Linked DNA regions of Ovis aries: region 1 is linked to region 2. The links are chromatin contacts, called in public Hi-C maps. All regions are on one chromosome and are shown on one strand. Each heading gives the region's core, a stretch centred on a gene start, on an enhancer-like site or on the middle of the called end of the contact. The rest is flanking DNA. Distances are from core to core; before and after follow the strand shown.

Evidence for each region. A called contact is a pair of places that touch in the nucleus more often than the background predicts.
Region 1: a Hi-C map of liver shows a contact between it and region 2, with 2.6 times the contacts expected there. The contact joins the enhancer-like site here to the promoter of SMCO4 in region 2. A contact is called at or near these places in 8 of 16 Hi-C or Micro-C datasets (blood, liver, mesenteric adipose tissue and 3 more).

The regions. Positions count from the first base shown.
Region 1 is chr21:926,052-932,703 of ARS-UI_Ramb_v3.0, reverse strand. It overlaps SMCO4 (single-pass membrane protein with coiled-coil domains 4), which reads right to left. Exons shown (of 4, transcript XR_006057575.2): 3 at 1,975-2,052. It overlaps TRNAC-GCA (transfer RNA cysteine (anticodon GCA)), which reads left to right and starts at 65; the gene lies at 65-136. Within about 2 kb of position 5,058, at least 3 of the 54 cell types and tissues checked have an H3K27ac peak or open chromatin away from gene starts, as enhancers often do. A contact at or near this core is called in liver, where this site is marked.
Region 2 is chr21:882,884-888,970 of ARS-UI_Ramb_v3.0, reverse strand. SMCO4 (single-pass membrane protein with coiled-coil domains 4) reads right to left here and starts at 4,135. Exons shown (of 4, transcript XR_006057575.2): 1 at 3,902-4,135; 2 at 1,637-1,713.

The sequences.
Region 1 (6,652 bases), core at 3,809-6,308, 43 kb before region 2:
GCAATAAAGCGCTGTGCTCTGCCTCCTTGGTGCATGGCCCCATCTGCAGTTATTTAGAGGCGCTTCCCTGGTGGCTCAGAGGGTAAAGCGTCTGCCTGCAGTGCAGGAGACCCGGGTTCAATCCCCGGGTTGGGAAGATCCCCTGGAGAAGGAAATGTCAACCCAGTCCAGTACTCTTTGCCTGGAAAATTCCATGGACGGAGGAGCCTGGTAGGCTATAGTCCATGAGGTCACAAAGAGTCGGACACGACTGAGCGACTTCACTTCACTTCACTTCAGAGGGGAGGCAGGAAGATCATTAGAGACAGCCAAATTAGGCTGCCCCAATCCCTGTTAGCATCTTTCTGTGCTTCCAGAGTAAGGCAGCGCAGCATTCATGTAAACTAACTCAATTTCCTGTGTTTAAATAAGCCCGAACAAAAAATAAAACTCACAAGACTGACTGGAAGCTCTTGGGAAGAGGAGATCTACTTTTTTTTAAGAAAGTGGCCTGGCTGGGGGGTAGAGGAAACACCAGGATCAGGCCTGGCTGGGGTAGAGGAAACGGCAGCATCAGACAGCATCTCGGGTCAACAGGCCAAGGCTCCCCACCGAGAGGACCCTGGAGTGGGTGAAAAGGGCCCCCTGGCTTTGTGACAGAAGCAGCTTCCAAGGAGAACTAGCAAGACGGTGCCAGGGAGAGAAAAACCAGACACTGTTCACACTGGCAATGGGCCTCACATGGAATATCTAGCACTCTGAGTTTCCGGGAATGGGAAGTTACCATTCGCCCCTGCCTATTTCCTAGGATTGGTGGGAGAAGGAACTTCGGTGGTGAGCACAGAAGCACTTTCTGAAAGGGGAAGAACTCATCAAATGTAGCAGACAACTGCTGGTTACTGTCAGGTAGGAAAGGCTGGAATGAGTCCTTTGAAGAGGATTGTGATCAACAAAACAGATAAAATAAGTAAGGAACATCTTTGCGATATTCAGCAGGTTCAGTAAAAGCAGGTGAGAAAAGGAATCTACTGACAATAATTTAAAGCAAAAAAAAAAAAGATTAGGAGCAGGAAGGTGGGCTCAGATGCAACTCTCTGATGATTGAGGCAGTCTGGAGGATAATATGGATGAATAGATGGATGGGTGGGTGGGTGGAAGAGGAGTCTGCCATCCAGCAGACAAGAGGGCCACAGACACAGCATGACCAAACCCCACCTCGTGCAATCCCATTCAACACCACCCCCAGCAAGGTGGAGTGGGGTGGGGAGCCACGCTTCCAAGGTCACTGGTTCCCTGACCTGCCCGTCACCTCCCTTCCCCTCAAGCCTCTGGACCACAGCTCTTAACGTGGAACCAAACTGCCCATGAAAAATAAAAACTAGATATGAAAGCTTTGCTTCATTTCCCCAATAGCCAAAATGCAAAAAGCAACTAGAGATTAAAAATCTCTGATGAATGCTCAAAGAATAAAATCGATTTACAGTACAGGCCCTATATGGGTCGAATGGTGGACGTACATAGTGAATCCACATATGAGGTGACCACTGCTCATTCAATAAACATTTATGAAGGCATCTTCTATGTCTGAGGCACAGTTCAGATACATCTTAAGGAAGTCACTGGGGGAAACACGCAAACAGGTAACTATAATCCAGTACAGAAGTGCTACAGTGGGGTGCGGGCCACAGAAAGCAGCCCCACATCCCACACGGCTGTGGGAGGACAGAGAGGAGAGGCACGGAGTGCCCCCAGGGATACAGGTCAGTAAGGAGAATGCGGTACAGGGGGGTTCAAAGGCAGGAGAAACCACATCAGCCAGAGGGGAAAGCCCTCATTTCCAAGATGGCAGCCATTGGTGAAGGTAAACTAGGGTGTGGCCAGGCAGAGGAAGGTAAAATATTACATACAGGGATGTCTGAGAAACAATAGGGGCCCTCCAAACATGGGTTTCCCTCTTAAGGGGACTTTAGCAGACACGAATTTGCTTCTATTTACCTTTTCTTCAACTTCCAAGAACTGCTGCTTCAGTAGTTTCAGCAAACTGACTTCCAGGAAAGGTGATCTGGATTATTCCTGCTGAGAAATCAGAAGAGGTATCATAGGTTTGGCTGGTTTGCTTTCTGCAGACCTCCTGTGACACCTCCAAGTCCCTGCTGAGAGGGCAATTGCGTGGCTCCCCCGGCTGCTCCTCACCAGCACTCATCCGGCCCCACCCTGCCCTCCCTCACACAAGGCAGGACCGGAGGAGCCTGCCTCTCCAGCCCCCAGCACGCTGGTCAGGCTCTTCCCTGCATTCCTGAGGTTCCTGCGACAGACCGTCTGCTGACTTAAGCTGGAAAGAGAGCATTTCTTTTCCTTGCAACCAAAAGTTACTTATTGAAAACTACAAGATCCAGGGTTAGGACTGGAAAAAAAAAAAAAACACAAGTAGAGGGTGATGAAATAAAGACTTCTGAAACAAAGGAAAAGTAAAAGATGAGAGACACTGACCTGGGCCTCTCAACTACCATCCCATAATATCTGAGAGGAGAGGAAGAGAGAGAGGTGGGAAACCCAGAGAGGAGAACCAGCAAACAAGTCATAAAATCTCAGCGGTATTCAGGACTAAGATGGAGACCCAGATACTGGGGAGAGAGGGCTCCTAATGTGGATATTACCCATAACAAAATAAAAAAGAATTTCAATGAAAATATAAACATGAGAGACTCTGAAAGTGTCTACAGCACATGAGGAATAATTGAGTAACCATACAATGCCTATCAACACTACAATGAGAGATGAAATAACTTACAGATAAGTCTTGATTTACTGTGCTGTCCTTTTTTTGGCCTTAATAAACATTTTATTTACTCATGGTTGGTGGGTCAGCAATTAGTGCTGGGCTCAGTGGGGTGGTTTTTCTTCTGGTCTTGCCTGGTTTACTCATGTGGCTACAGGCATTTGTGGTTCAGCTGAGCCAGATGGTAGACCAGATGACTCAGTTCACATACTAGTGGCTGGTACTAGCTATTTATGCTATCTTTAGAGTCTGTTTTAGTGAACATGAACATTTGTTTTGCTAAGATCTTGAAACATTTATGCCCACTATCCCCTTGACCTAATTTTCCATTGGTTCCTCAGTGGATCAACCATGAAATCACCTACTGTAGGGCTTCAAGACTCTAAACTCTTCTAATCCCTCTATTAGGGAGTAAGATTTTCATGAAGTTTAAAGATAAGGGCTATGAAAGAGAGGGCTGGGAGGCAGGGTTAGAAGGTAGATGGTTTTTCAGGGGGTCTGAATGTCAAGTTAAATTGCATGCATGCTCAGTCACTCAGTCATGTCTGACTCTTTGCAACCCTATGAACTGTAACCCACCAGCCTCCTCTGTCCATGGGATTTCCCAGGCAAGAATACTGGAGTGAGTTGCCAATTCTTACTCCAGGGGGTCTTCGTGACCCAAGGATCAGACTGGCACCTCCTGCACTGGCAGGCACATTCTTTACCACAGTACCACTTGGGAAGCCCCAAGTTAAGTTGGATTTTATTCAAGCAGCTTAAGAGTCAAGATGACTACAGGCTAATCCCATTCTCTGAGAGAATTATTACCACTCTGAACATGTAGAATGTTAAAACTGGGCTATGGAGGGAAAAGACAACCCAAAGCACCAAGACGAAAGCAGTCAGCTGGAAATTAAGTTGATGATAGCCGTGGTCTTTACCCTTGACCGGGTACTTTGACTGCTTTACAAAGAATTTCTAATAAAAACCAACTACAATAGCAAGAGCTAATCTTTACATGGGTCAAACACTGTCTCCTAAGCTTACAAGGTGCTTTACAAACATTAACCCTCCTAATCCTCAGGTTGCTAATGTTATTCCCGCTTAACAGATCAGAAAATGGAGGCACCAATACTTAAGACACTTGCTCAAGATCACCCTGCTAGTAAGAGACCACACGGGGTTTTGAGCCCACCCTGTCTGGCTCAAAAGTCTATGCTCTTAAATCCTCTGACAGTCTGAATAATGGTCCCCAAAGATAACAGATCCTTACTCTGGAACCTCTAAATGCTAGCTTGGGTAGATATGGCACCTCTGCCGGTGAAGAATCTCAAGATGGAGAGACATCCTTGATCATCGGGTGGGCCCTAGATGCCCTCCCAAATGTCTCACAAGAGAGGAAGAGGGAGATTTCTTACATACACACACAGGAAAGGCAGGTGAAAACAGAGGCAGGTGTTGGAGAGACGGGGCCACATGCCAGGAACGCCGGCAAGCACCAGAAACTGAGGGTCGAGGGTGCGCTCCCCCCAAGAGCCTCCAGGGGGCGCACCCTCCTCAGGCCCGGCTCAGACTTCTGGCCCCGAGAACTGAGGGAATCCATTTCCATGGTCTTAAGCCATCCAGTTTGTGGAAATCTGCAGCCAGAGGAAACTAATACAAGTTCCCATGCTGTAGCGCTCTCAATGCAAGATAAAATACGCTAAATGGGAAAAGGGAAAATCAAAATTTATACACAATGATCTTAATTATGCATATAAAATGCATGCAAATACAACAAAACGTTTTGTAGTGATTATCTCTGAATACTAGAAATTATGGGTAATTTTCAGCATTATGCCTTTTGATATTTTTCCAAATTTCTACAATTAATGTGAATTTCTTTTACAAAGAAATGAAAAAAAAAACCCCACTTTTTAAATTAGCAACTCATGATACTTCTGCAACTCTAACTCAATCACAAAAATGAAAACTCAAGAAAACTCCCTGAGGATTCTCCTAATTCGGTCTCAGAGCAACACCTGAAGAAACCAACCACCCGGGTGCATTTCCTCTCCTAAGAGACTCTAGCCGACCCTCGGCCTCTCTAAAGCTTACCAGTTTCCAGACTCTGGCAGGACCTTGACGTGGCTAAAGAAGTTTCAGGCTTGGAAAGAAAAGGACAGTCTGAGTGGGTGCATGTTTTCCTATCTATCCATCCACACGAGGTGGTGGGGAGCGGGGAGCACTGGGAGAAGTCCGCACGTTCCCAGAGCCCATCCAGCCCATCCAGCCCAAACTGGCATGGGCCACACTCCAAGAACCAACAGGACTGGTTACTAAACATGGAATGTTTGCCTTTTCTGTGGGTGACTTCACAGAGTGAAACATCACACTAAGCATGGGCTTAATCTTACTGAAGTCCGGACTCCGAGACCATTCTGTTGCAAAACCATCCTGCTATCATCTGTCTGGGAAGTCAGAGGACAAAGGCCAATTTCACTGTATCAAAATTACATCCTTTGATTAAATACTTTCATATGGACAGAACTGGATCAACACAGAAAGGAGGGCAGGCTTCACGTTTTGTTTTGCATGGCAGAGAAGGTGGAAGAGTCACTGGTTCCCTACAACACAGGCTAGGTCAGACCCAAGGGGCGTGAAAAGCAGGTACAGGGCTTTATTCAGCCCACCCTGTATGGTGGAGCAAGCTCAGGCACAGGGTTGATGGGATCACAGTGTGGAGTTTATCCTTTAGTCTCTGAGCACACTTATTCACTCACTGTTCAGCCAGTCAACATACATGAACCTACTACATGCCAGGCTCTAACAGGAAGCTGGTTCACATTTCTAAAGGCCTAGTCTCCGACACGCCATCCCCTCCGATGACACGGCCAAGTGAGGCCCCATCATTATGGAGCCTCTTCATCAGCCTTCCGGATCCCAAGAATGCCAGCAGCAGCAAAATGCAGACAGGGACACCTGAACAGGCCCGGTGGAGGTTTGAGAAGGAGAAAAACAAAAAGCAAATGCTTTAGCACTATGGACCATCCGCCCTCTGTCTCTGCAGGTTCCACATCCAAGGATTCAACCAACCGCAGATGGAAAATACTATAAAAAAGAAATTTCCAAAATGTCCCAAAAAGCAAAACAAATTTGCCACACACTGGCAACTATTTACATAGTATTTACATTGCATTTATGACTACCTGGGCTTCCCTGATGGCTCAGATGGTAAAGAATCCACCTGCAATGCAGGAGACCTGGGTTGGATCCCTGGGTTGGGAAGATCCCCTGGAGGAGGGCATAGCAACCCACTCCAGTATTCTTGCCTGGAGAATCTCCATGGACAGAGGAGCCTGGCAGGCCACAGTCCATGGGGTCGCAGAGTCGGACATGACTGAGCGACCAAGCACACATATGACTATTTACACAGGATATACAGATGATTTAGAGTATACGGAAAGGTGCTATAAATATTCTATAGATTTAAAGTATATGGGAAGACGTACGCAGGTTTTATGCAAATACTAAGTCATTTTATGCAAGAAACTTGGGCACCTGAGGATTGTGGTATCTGCAGGAGTCCTGAGACCAATCTCCCAGGGGTACCTTCAAACATACCATCAACCTAACACCTGTAATTTGCAGGGTCAGTTGATGATACTTGAACCTCCCACTTGACCATCTACTCCACACAGTAGTGTATGAATATTTTCTCAAAGTATTTTTTCTTTCTGCTAGCCATTGAATGTCTAAATCTACCAGTGTCTAGCCTTAAGAAGTACTAACTAAATACAAGGTATAAATTAATGCATGAATAAACATGTGTAATCAGTTTACTAATCTATAAAAACTGAAAAAGGCAGTTTACACAATTATTTCCTAAAGAAAATTCCAAGGAACCTAATCCTGTGATTCATGCCAAGAAAA
Region 2 (6,087 bases), core at 2,886-5,385:
TGGGAAGCCAAAAGCTAAAAGAATTATTTATAAGTACAAAAACGTACTTTAAAGCCTTTTTCCCTGGAGGACAATTCCTACTGGAAGACTTAATCAATCCCATTATTCCAAGTGCCCATGGGCAAGGGGAGAGGAAGGGGTGAATGCTAACCATCACTGAGTACTTGCTGCAACTCACAAGTGCATCTCATTTAGTGCAAGGCAGATATTATCATCTTAATTTTACACACATGGAAATCAGGCTCAGAGGGATTAGGCGATGGGCTCAGCATGTACACCAGGCCCACCAGACACTGGGCTCCTGACTCATGGACTCATACGCTTCCAGAGTCTTCGGGTGCTTAGTGTAGAACCTGCCCTGGGTTGGAGGGCACTTTACAGTTTACACATTGCTTTTCACATACAAGATCTCATTTAATATCCCAATCCTGTATGAGACAGTTAAGAATTGCTTTTCCATGGGAGAGGAGCTTGGGGGAGAAGGGGTACATGCATACGCATGGCTGAGTGCCTCTGCTGCTCAGCTGACACTACACAACGTTGTTAATCACTACATCCCAAAACAAAATAAAACATTAAAAAAAAAAGAATTACTCTTCCACTATCATAAAACATTACATGCGTGCAGCCTGTCATGTCCGACTCTTCATGTCCCCATGGACGGTAGCCTGACAGGCCCCTCTGTCCATGGATTCTCCAGGCAGGAACACTGGAGTGGGTGTCATCCCCTCCTCCAGTGGATCTTCCCCACCAGGGATCAAACCCACGACCCCTGCTGCATCTCCTGCATCACAGGCAGATTCTTTACTGCTGAGCCCCCGTATCTTGTCCTGCCTGATACATGGTAGGGGCTCAAATGACAACTATTATTAGCACCAGGATTTTTATTAATTTAATAGCTCTCAGTTAAAGTAAAAATGTATACAAGAAACTGACAGAAAAGGATTACTGAAAATGATGTGGTCAAACCCAATATGGATTTGAAAGCTACTAATGGAAGAGAACAGAAAGACAGAAGCATTCAGTTATGATAAAATACACACACACAGAACCCTTCCCGCCCACCAGCACCATGACTTGGTCATGAATGTGCCATTTGACCCAGCTATGGCATTTCAACTCTCAGCATCCAAAACAAGATGGGCAGGAAGTGCCTCTGAACTTCTACTGAGAGGTTGTCCAGAGGGTCTAGGGAATAGGGGTGGAGCAGACACATTATTACCTTGAGCTATTTTTAATGTGCTGTATCTAATGCACTATTTGCCTATCAATTTCACTCACTCGAAACCTGGGAGGTTCAGAAATGCCACATGCAACAGGAATCAGCTCCCCACTTCTCAAGTCAGAACGGGAAAGATGACAGAAGTGTGGTGGTACAAGGACGGCAGCATCAGTCAGACAGAAGGAAACCTATGGTCCTATGGCAACGAGAGAGGCTTCCGGGCGGCTCAGTGGTAAAGCATCAGCCTGCAGTGCATAAGACCCAGGTTCAATCCCTGGATAGGGAAGATCCCCTGGAGGAGGGTATGACAATCCGCTCCAGTATTCTTGCCAGAAGATTCTGCGGACCAAGGAGGCTGGTGGGGTCCTCCGGTACAGAATGGGATCACAGAGTCAAGCACGACTGAGCACTCACCCACGGCAAGGAGAGATCCTGGGGGTATTCTTCGAGTAAGGCTGCTCCACGTGGAGCCACTGCGCATCCACTCCAGGCTTGAAGGTTCAAACAAAAGAAAAATTTCAGGTCCTCAGATGAGACATACATAACTTTTTAAAGCACAGTTAACTACTTTATGATAATGATAGCTGAACAGGCAATACACTAATTGTCTACATAAGAAAGTATCCTGACTGCAAATCCAGTACCAAGTATTATTAGTTTTTGGTTTTGTTTTGCCTTATGCAGCCTCTCTTGCTTCTGAGCTGTGTTCAGTCCATCCTAATTTCTTTATAATAGGCTGAGGTGGACTTTGTGTGGCTGATCAAGGTTCACAAGGAAAAAGGTTCCCTCAAACACCTACTCCTGCCACCTGAGACTGTCTAACTCATTCTGTATACCGAACTTTGCAGATAAAGAAACTGAGTTCCAAAGACGGGAAGTGATGCATTGGAGGCCATCAGTTGAGTCGCTCAGTCATGTCTGACTTCGATCCCATGGACTACAGCAAGCCAGGCTTCCCTGTCCATCACCAACTCCCGGAGCTTACTCAAACTCATGTCCATCAAGTTGGTGATGCCATTATTGGAGGCCATAATCCTTGCTAATACATCTAGGACTAGGACAAGGTCTCAAGGCCTACAGTGTGGGTCTCCAGCTCTACCACGGTTGCAAATGACCTAGTGCGCTTGTGTCTTGAATACAAAATTTATTTGAAGGGGAAAAAAAAAAGCTAACATGAGTCATCTCCACTGTCAAGGGGCACCACACAGATTATTCCAATAAAGCATCTGCAGAACCACTTGTTTCTGAAATAGCCAGCCTCAGCCCGAGAATCAATGGCCGTGTCTTTCGCCCCTTCAGGATGACCACGACTCTGCCAACAGAGGGGCTGCTAGGCTTTGCGGATCCGTAGCCGAACCCTGGGAATACCGACGTGGCTTGTGCTGGAGAGGGGAATGGGGGTGGGTGCGTGGGTGTCAGAGGGGGTCAGAGCTGCGTTCTCTCCTGGCAACGGTTAATGATTGCATGCAGCCCAATCCTACTGCCCACGGGACCCCTACATATCCCATCCACTCAGGGGTCCTTCGTCAACTTCCCAGACAGCAGCGCCGCAGTCGGGGAGGCGAGTCTGGCAGACGGGGAGGGGAGGTACTTGGCCCAGGCGGTAGAGGAAGCGCGGCTCGGCCGCCTCCTCCAGCAGTTCCAGGAACTCCCCACCGGGTCTCCGGGAGCCCAGGGGCGTCCCCAACTCTGAGCCCGACCCCTCCCCCGCGTCCGCCGGCAGCGGGGAGGGGGCAAGCCCACCGCCGCTCCACTCCGCCCCCCGCCCCCCGGCGCACCCCGCGGGCCTGCCTTCCCCTGCTCACCACGGGCCGCGCCGGGCACCTGCGGGCTCCAGCCGGGACCCCGAGCGCGCCCCTTCCTCTCCGCGCGCCGAGCACCCGCGCCCGCCGCCCCCCGTGCCCCCGTCCCCCGGGGCCGCCGCGCGCCCGCACTTCCCGCCCGGCCCGCGGGGCTCGCGGTCCGCCCCAACTTTCCCGGCCGCGGCCCCGGCCCGCAGCGCGGAGACCCCGGCCCCGCGCAGAGACGCGCGGCCCCGCGGCCCCCGCCCGCGGCCGGCACGAGTTGCGCTCGGGACGCGCTCGGGGCCCGGGCCTCGGCGGCCGCTTGGCTCTGCGCGGGGCGGGCGCGGCGGGAACCGCGGGGCCGCCGCCCCCAGCCCGGCCCGGCCGGGCCCGCGCCGCCGCTCACCTCCGCCCGCGCCGCCGCTGCCGGGAAGACGTGGCGGTGGCCGCCGCTCGCGCTCCCCGCCTCGCCTCCCGGCGCCCGGGCGCGCGGCCCCGGCCGGCAGTGCCAGGCGCCCTCTGCCGCCGGGAAGCCGAATCCTCCCTCCCTAACCCTAACGCGCCCGCCCCGCCCGGCCGCCCGCCCGCGTGCCGCGGCCCCTCGCCCGGCTCTCTACCGCCGCTGCTCCGAGACGCCCCGCCGGAGGCCCCGGGCCCGACTCGGGGAGCCCGCCTCCGGGCGCCCGCCCCGGACAGCCGCCGCTCGCCGCCCGCCCGCGCCCCGCCGCCGGTGCGGGTCGCGCCCCAGCCGGCTCCATACCGTTTCTGCTTCCCTTAACCCTAACCCTTGCCCCGGAGAAAGTCAAGTCAGGCTGGGGAGCAGCCGGCTCGCCGTCCCCTCTCCTAGTTTAGCGCCCCGCCCGGAATACCCAAGTGCGCCACAAACACTTCTTACGGGATCCAAGGAGCGAATGAATGAAGACAGACTTTGGCAGCTCTCCACCACGCAGGCTTCTAAACTTCCAGAGAACAGATACCCGGACCTAGATTTGTTTTTTCGTTTGTGAATTACACACTCAGACACGTGCTCAACGTTGCATAAATAAATAAGATTCACAGTTCCCGACCTCAGACCAGCACGGAGCGGCACAGGGCCCACCGCCCAGTTACTCCTGGCTTTCAGTCGAACAGACTTAGGATTTAGATCTTCCACTTAACAGCTGGGAGCTCTTGGGAAAGCTAATCTCTCTGAGCGGGTTACCTCGTCTACACACTGAGAATAGTAAAACCTACTTCTCTGGGCTGTTGTGAGCGTTGAGACCTTGCATTGTATGTGAAGTGCCTTGCTCGGCCCCTCCACCCACCTATGCTCCAGAGCTAAGTGGTAGAAGCCGTTATTATGATCATTAACAGGTAGCTACTGTTACTATTATTACTGATCCAGTAGGTAATAAAAACTATATGCAAAATGTAAACTAACGGCCATCTTTTCATCTGAGGACACCCCTTGTGAGTGTGGAATTGTCACCTACCCAACAGGGCCTCTCCAGTCTCTCCTCTTCCCCATCCCCAAGAATTAACTAATTGGTACTGGGTTTTTTTAAGACCTGTAGAACCAGCTCTCCTACTGGTTTTCCACCTGGGTTTTGGTGGCCAGTCTCTTAATTAACAGTGTTTATTTTCTTGTAAAGGCAGTGAATGCTTAAGGGTTTCTGCAAGCTACAGCCTCTACTGTTTCCTCATTGCCCCTCTCTCAACACCTGGAGGTGTCTTTTCACTTCTGACAGTCTCCTTCCTGCTCTGCATGGAAAACAGCAGTGAGTGCAATGAAGTTGCGTTAGACAGGACTGGGCTGGAATCCCAGCCTGTCCACCTTGGGTTTTCTGTGCCTCCGTCCCCTGAGTTGTAAACTGTGGAGAATGATCCATCTGTGGCGTTGAGAGATTGGTGATCCAATCTGTGAGTGAAGTGTTTGGAATATAAAGGGGTTTACTAAAAGGCAACTGTGGATTTGTTTATTTAATCAGCATTCAGGGAGCATCCTAGGTGGAGCTAGTGGTAAAGAATATACCTGCTAGTGCAGGAGACACAGGTTCAATCCCTGGGTCAGGACAATCCCCTGGAGGAGGAAATGGCAACCCACTCCAGTATTCTTACCTGGGGAATCCCATGGACAGAGGAGCCTAGTGGGCTACAGTCCATGGGGTGGCAGAGAGTTGGACACAACTCAGCATCTGAGCCTAGCATAGCACAGCTCGAGGAGCGTCCACTGAATGTCATACATTCTGGGAGAATGAGAGAAAGAAACTTGGGTGAGGTAGGATTCCTGTCCTCAAAAGAGACTGAGGTCTGGTCGACGAGAAGGGCACCCACATCCTTGGGCAGAGGGGTTGGGAGGACATAGACGCTGCTAATATGAAATTAGAAAGCCTTAGTTCCAAACTGAGACAGTGGTACTGCAGTAAAGATTGCTTTAATTCATTATAATTGCAAATGGTATTTTCTTCTAAATATGTACATAACTTTCCAAGGCCACTGCAAAAATTAATGAATAATTTTATGAGGCAAGCAGAACCACTTGATGTAGGATTTAGTCCCTTAATAAGGTGACTCCAAATGCTTCCTTATACTAGTAATAACATGAACATTTTGTCTTTGTGAAAGCACCATATAGGTTAAACTTGCATGTCTTGCAATGCATATCTAAGAGGGACAGTTCACACAGTCACCCTAATGGCCTCTGATGACTCTCACCTCCTTATGCATGTCCTTGGTGTCAAGCCTCCTCTGTTAAGCCTGGGCTTGGCCGCTGGGACATCCACAGACACGGCAAACGAGGGCTGTTTGATCAGCACTTGTGCCTCGCTCCTTGCCTTCTGGAAATGCTATGAAGAAAGTGAAAAAAACCTGGTCCAACCTCGTCAAAAATGAAAGCCTGAGGCAGAGAGAGGCTTGTCATCCCAGCTGTAGCAGTTCCCCAGCCAACCCACCAGCTGAATGCCGCCGTAAGACAGAGGCCAGGCAAGTCTAGCCAAAATGACCCAGCCGTCCGAAGAGTTGTGAGAAATAAAATGGTGGATGCTTTAAGCCACTGAGTGTTAGCAGCAATAGATGAACTGATAGACGATGCGGGAGGAGAAG